2 separate regions of the Ovis aries genome follow, and region 2 is linked to region 1. The links are chromatin contacts, called in public Hi-C maps. All regions are on one chromosome and are shown on one strand. Each heading gives the region's core, a stretch centred on a gene start, on an enhancer-like site or on the middle of the called end of the contact. The rest is flanking DNA. Distances are from core to core; before and after follow the strand shown. Region 1 holds the start of GTF3C6 (general transcription factor IIIC subunit 6). Region 2 has its middle 33 kb from the start of SLC22A16.

Region 1 (2,700 bases), core at 90-2,589:
CAGAAAACATTTTGTAATATGAGTGCTTAATGGTACTGAACTCCTCCTTCACCAAAATCTTATATATTGACCTTTCCCCACTGTCTCTTTGGAGCAGTCTCTCAGAACTATCAGAGATGCTGCCTCCCTGGCTGCAGTTCTCATTTTGCCCCAAAAAACTTAACTCCCAACTCTCAAGCTGTGCATCTTTCTGTAGTCGACAATGCTGTAGAAGTTGGGCATTAGCTTTCTCCCAGCTGCTCCCATAGCTCCCTGTACTGTGACTGTCTCCAATGGTTCACTGCTCTGTATACCTGGAATTAATCTATTTTAAGGGGATGCTTTTGAATTGTGGCATTGGAGAAGACTGCGAGAGTCCCTCGGACAGCAAGAAGATCCAACCAGTTCATCCTAAAGGAACTCAGTCCTGAATATTCACTGGAAAGACTGATGCTGAAGCTGAAACTCCAATACTTTGGCCACCTAATGCGAAGAACTGACTCATTTGAAAAGACCCTGATGCTGGGAAAGACTGAAAGCAGGCGGAGAAGGGAGCGACAAAGGATGAGATGGTTGGATGGCATCACCACAATGGACATGAGTTTGAGTAAGGTTTGGGAGCTGGTGATGGACAGAGAAGCCTGGCGTGCTGCAGTCCATGAGGTCGCAAAAAGACACGACTGAGCGACTTAACTGAACTGTCTCAACTAAAGGGGATGGGTATGTCACCATTCATTCTTGTTTCAGATTTAAGAAAACCTACAACAACCCACCAATTCTACAAGACTCACCAAAATCTTGCATTTATTTTCACATTTTGAGAGCAAGTCTGAATCAAGAATTCCTGATAATTCCACCATAACCAACTGCTCCTGGTGGAAGAAAGAAGGGTTAACGCGTTAGCCTGTGAGAATGCAGGAAGAGGCAGGCAGTTAAGGAGAAAAGCCAAACAAACACTCGCAGTGAAACGACTCCACTTTCGTGAAAATTACGTTCTGCTTTCAAGGAGAGGAAGCGCGCTCCGTTAACGAAGGTAACCTCCCTCCTTCCCTCTAGAACGTCCGCGTGGCCCGCAGGGCTGTGGGCAGCTGCTTTCCGCCCCGCGCGCTCGGGGGCACAATCCCGCCAGGCGCCCCGGGGCCGCGCCTCGACTCCCTGCCGCGCACACAGCCACTTCCACCCCCGCCACCACCGCGCGGGCTTCCACCGTGGCACTCACTGTTTCCTCCTCCTCCTCTTCCTCCTCTTCGTCCCAGTCCACCCAACTCGGCTCCTTGGCAGCTGCCGCCATGCCGCCGCTCCTCTGCGCCGCCAGCGAACCGTGGGCCCCGCCCGCCAGGGCCGCCATCTTGAGTAAGGGCAGCGGCTCCGGCTGCGCCCGCCGCTGCTGCCAGCACGCGAGATGGCGGCCCCCGGGCCCACGTGGACCTCCTTGTTCCCCTCCGAGAGCTGGAGCCAGGACTCTGGCCTCTGTCGGGCAGCTTCGGCGACCTAGGGAGCCCTCGGACTCCCGTCGCTGGTGGGACGAGCCCACTGGCGAGCGAGGCAGAGGAGATCAAGAAGGTGCAGGCAAAGAGGCCACCGTGCGCGAGGGGAATGGAGAGGCTTAGAGTATCCCCATCCTACATTGCTTTGAAAGAAATTCTTTATGTTGTGTAAACACTCATCCTCAATTCAAGTTCTCCCCGAGCCAAGCTAAGGGCACACTTCACTGCGCTAAGAAGTGAGCTTGGGTTTCAGGACCCTGCAAAAGCTGCAGGCTTCGCAGGTGGCGCTAGTGGTAAAGATACCGCCTGCCAATACAGTAGGAGGGGGTCGATCCCTGGGTTGGGAGGATACTCTGGAGGCGGGCATGGCAACCCATTCAAGGACTGAGGAGCCTGGCGGGCTGCAGTCCGTAGGGTCCCATAGGAGGGACACGATTGAAGCGACTTAGCACGCAAAAAAGATGTAGGAATGGCAGATGGAGATCCGATTGCCCTAAGCGCTGTAAGAGACAGAAATTGGGGAGTACTAGACGAAGGAGCCTGGTGGGCCGCAGTCCATGGGGTCGCTAAGAGTCGCACACGACTGAGCGACTTCACTTTCACTTTTCACTTTAATGCATTGGAGAAGGAAATGGCAACCCACTCCAGTGTTCTTACCCGGAGAATCCCAGGGACGGGGAAGTCTGGTGGGCTGCCGTCTATGGGGTCGTACAGAGTCGGACACGACTGAAGCGACTTAGCAGCAGCAGAGACTAAGTAGGAGAAGGCAATGGCACCCCACTCCAGTACTCTTGCCTGGAAAATCCCATGGACGGAGGAGCCTGGAAGGCTGCAGTCCATGGGGTCGCTGAGGGTTGGACACAACTGAGTGAGCGACTTCACTTTCACTTTTCACTTTCATGCATTGGAGAAGGCAATGGCAACCCACTCCAGTGTTCTTGCCTGGAGAAGCCCAGGGACGGGGGAGCCTGGTGAGCTGCTGTCTATGGGGTCACACAGAGTCGGACACGACTGAAGCGACTTAGTAGTTAGTCGAGAATAAGTAAAGTGAAGTTTCAAACAGGATTTTTCTAAAACTAACTTCATGGATTTTTCTGATTATAAAATAAATGACCGTTGTAGAAAGACAGGATGATCTACCTCCATAGAGTATGAGAGTTAGGGTCTGATACTTGTCTGATTTTGCTGCATTATTAACTGCAAGGCTTTAGGCAAGTTGGTTTTTGTGAGGATT
Region 2 (2,700 bases), core at 184-2,683, 330 kb after region 1:
GAAGTTCATGTCGGCATCCTCACATTCTGCTTGGCAGCTTAGGCCTCAGAGCCCCTGGGAGTCCTGATCTCAGTCACCCTATTCTACTGCTGCCAGCTCTCCACAAACCTCATCAACGCCCTTTGCTTGTGGGACAGGTTCAGGTCAGGAGCCAATGCCCAATAATGATATCAGTCAGACTGCCACTGACTTGACCTAAGAGGAGAGAAGTACCCACGTTTGACAAAGATTCGGCCCCTTCTCCGCTGCTGTCTTCACCTGCCCTCTTCCTTACTGGGGGCATCTCTCTCATGCAGTACATCTGCTCCCATTATTAACCACTGTGCGGTTTACCTGCCGCCTTGACAGAGCCATAACTGGTGTGAAAGAGAAGGATGGACCACAGCACCCTTAGGGACAGGTATTACTGAAATACAGGAGTATGGGCATTTACCCGGAACCACATTAAGGCTGGCATGGAACATGAATTCTAGACTGAAAAGGGCCTGGCAACCATAAAGAAACACACGTGACTTTGCAGAGGGGGAAAAGCAGACAGTGACTTGGAACATTGCATTACACCCCCACAGGTGCCAACTTCCTGAGTGCGGAGGCACCCATTTCAGTCCAGACACCAGAAACCTTTGTAAAATCATGTGCCAAGGTTCTGCCCACTCTCCCACTGGGCATCCAAGGGCAGCTTAGGGGGAGTGGAGGGGCAAGATGAAGAGGAGGGAATGAGCACATTCTCACATGCCACTGTGACTTCTCATAGGAGAGAGACTTTCATCTGTCAGTGAAATCTGCCTGTATCACGCTTGCCATGCACGCATGCCACAGGCTGCATGCAGTGTAGGGCAACAGGTTTATTTAGTTACACTCATGCCCACATCCACTGTGCGTGCCAGGAGAAAATGAAGAGCTAGAAACTGTTTGCACAACAATAATTAGTTTCATAGCTAAGTTATACACAATAGTGCTTTCAGCTATTTTGTTACCAATCTGCCCCCAGGAGCAAGTAAGACTGATAAAATGTTTATGGGCTAGTAAATTTTTTTCTACTAATTTGCAAGGCGATAATAAAACCCATGAACTTGATGGCCTGCAGGAAACATAACAAGAACTGGGAATGTACAGTAATTTGGAGCTGGAAGGCCTCTTAAGGTCCTAAAGGAAATGACTCCCAGAAAGGAGATGAATCACAGTATTTTAAACAGAGAAGAATGATGCTAAGTTTATGCTTAACCAGTTACAGCATGGGAAAAGACCTTCCAGAAACAAATGGTGGAAGCTTCCTGCTTTCAATTATTCTTGCTTTAAAGAACAAAATTAATTCAAATATACAAAAAAAACTATCTTCAAATGAAAACAATGAATGGAACACAGCTTATCCTGCCTTGTAATATTAACTTAGGACTGCAAGTTTTTCCCTGCAGTCACGCTGCGCCCCCTTGTGGCAGAAAAATGATTACAACCAGAATACAGAAGACACACCCTGCTGTATTTTAACACTGTTAATGACCAGATTTATCTGGGAAACTGTTCAACAGAAAAGAGAGTTTGCAGAAGGTGGTTGACAAGAGGGTCACTGCTGGGGCACCTGAGAGTATGGACATCTGAGTGGGACTGTTCTTACACAAGGGGAGCTACAGTTGAAAGGAATCCTAACGCTTTCACAGATGCAAAGAAAAACTCATCACAGAAAACTGAGTTTTAATTTTGTTTGATATTAAAGCTTAAGCATCTTAACATTTTACAGCTAGCCCCATCTATAAATAACAATAATTGCTACCATGTAGCAGATGTGACAGGCAGTTTGTACACATTACCTCATTGCATCTCAAAGCTATGAGGTTATATAGGGAAACTGAAGCTTGGAGACAGGAAGTAATTGTTGTGTGTTTACCCAGTTATTAAATGGCAGAGCTGGGATTTGAATGAATCTTCCCCTGATTCCATAAGCCTGCACATTTCCCACTGTGCTAACTTGACTCTAACCAAATATTTCTTGAGTACTTAATACATGTGAGACACTGCTCCTGGGTGCCCTGGGACTTATAGAGTGTAAGATACTCCCCATTCTTCAGGAATTTATGGCCTAAATAGGGGATTAAAAACATACATGGAAAAGAAGCCACCATACAATGCAGTGTACAAGGACCATCTATGTAGAACTATTTTTTAAACAAAGGATCGGTATGGTCATGTACATTTTCCCCATCAACTTCAACAGATTTTGCTTTGGGCCTTGAGTGTGAGCAGGACCTGTGGCTCACTTCTAACCAATAGAATATGGCAAAGTTGATGGGACACACATGAGTATGTGTGATCATATGTCTATGTTACTTCAGATTTCAGCAGCCACTTTGCTACAGTCTCTTTCTGGCTTTGAGGAAGCAAGTGATCATGCTGTGAAACCCTATGTGGTGAGTAATGAACTATGGGCATCATTTAGCAGCAGGGGGTGGCCTCTGGCCAATAGCTAGCAAGATACGAAATCCTCCGTCCTACCAGGAAATGAATTCTGTCAATAACTGTCCCCAGTGGAGCCATGAATGAGGTCACGGCCTGGAGGATACCTTGACTGCAGCCTTGTGAGCCTCTAAGCTGAGGTGTCACCCACCCATTCCTGGACTCCTGTGTTAGTCATTCAGTCATGGCCAACTCTGTGTGACTTCATGGGCTGTAGACCCCTAGATTCCTCTGCCCATGGAATTCTCC

What was found. Hi-C and Micro-C count contacts between places; a contact is called where the count stands out from the background.
Region 2: a Hi-C map of hypothalamus shows a contact between it and region 1, with 4 times the contacts expected there. The contact joins the enhancer-like site here to the promoter of GTF3C6 in region 1. A contact is called at or near these places in 10 of 16 Hi-C or Micro-C datasets (hypothalamus, liver, mesenteric adipose tissue and 6 more).

Annotation. Positions count from the first base shown.
Region 1 is chr8:26,694,505-26,697,204 of ARS-UI_Ramb_v3.0, forward strand. It overlaps GTF3C6 (general transcription factor IIIC subunit 6), which reads right to left and starts at 1,340. Exons shown (of 6, transcript XM_027972368.2): 1 at 1,199-1,340; 2 at 771-851. The coding sequence starts at 1,327.
Region 2 is chr8:27,023,793-27,026,492 of ARS-UI_Ramb_v3.0, forward strand. No RefSeq gene overlaps it. Among named protein-coding and RNA genes, the nearest start is that of SLC22A16, 33 kb to the right of the region's middle. Within about 2 kb of position 1,434, at least 12 of the 54 cell types and tissues checked have an H3K27ac peak or open chromatin away from gene starts, as enhancers often do. A contact at or near this core is called in hypothalamus, where this site is marked.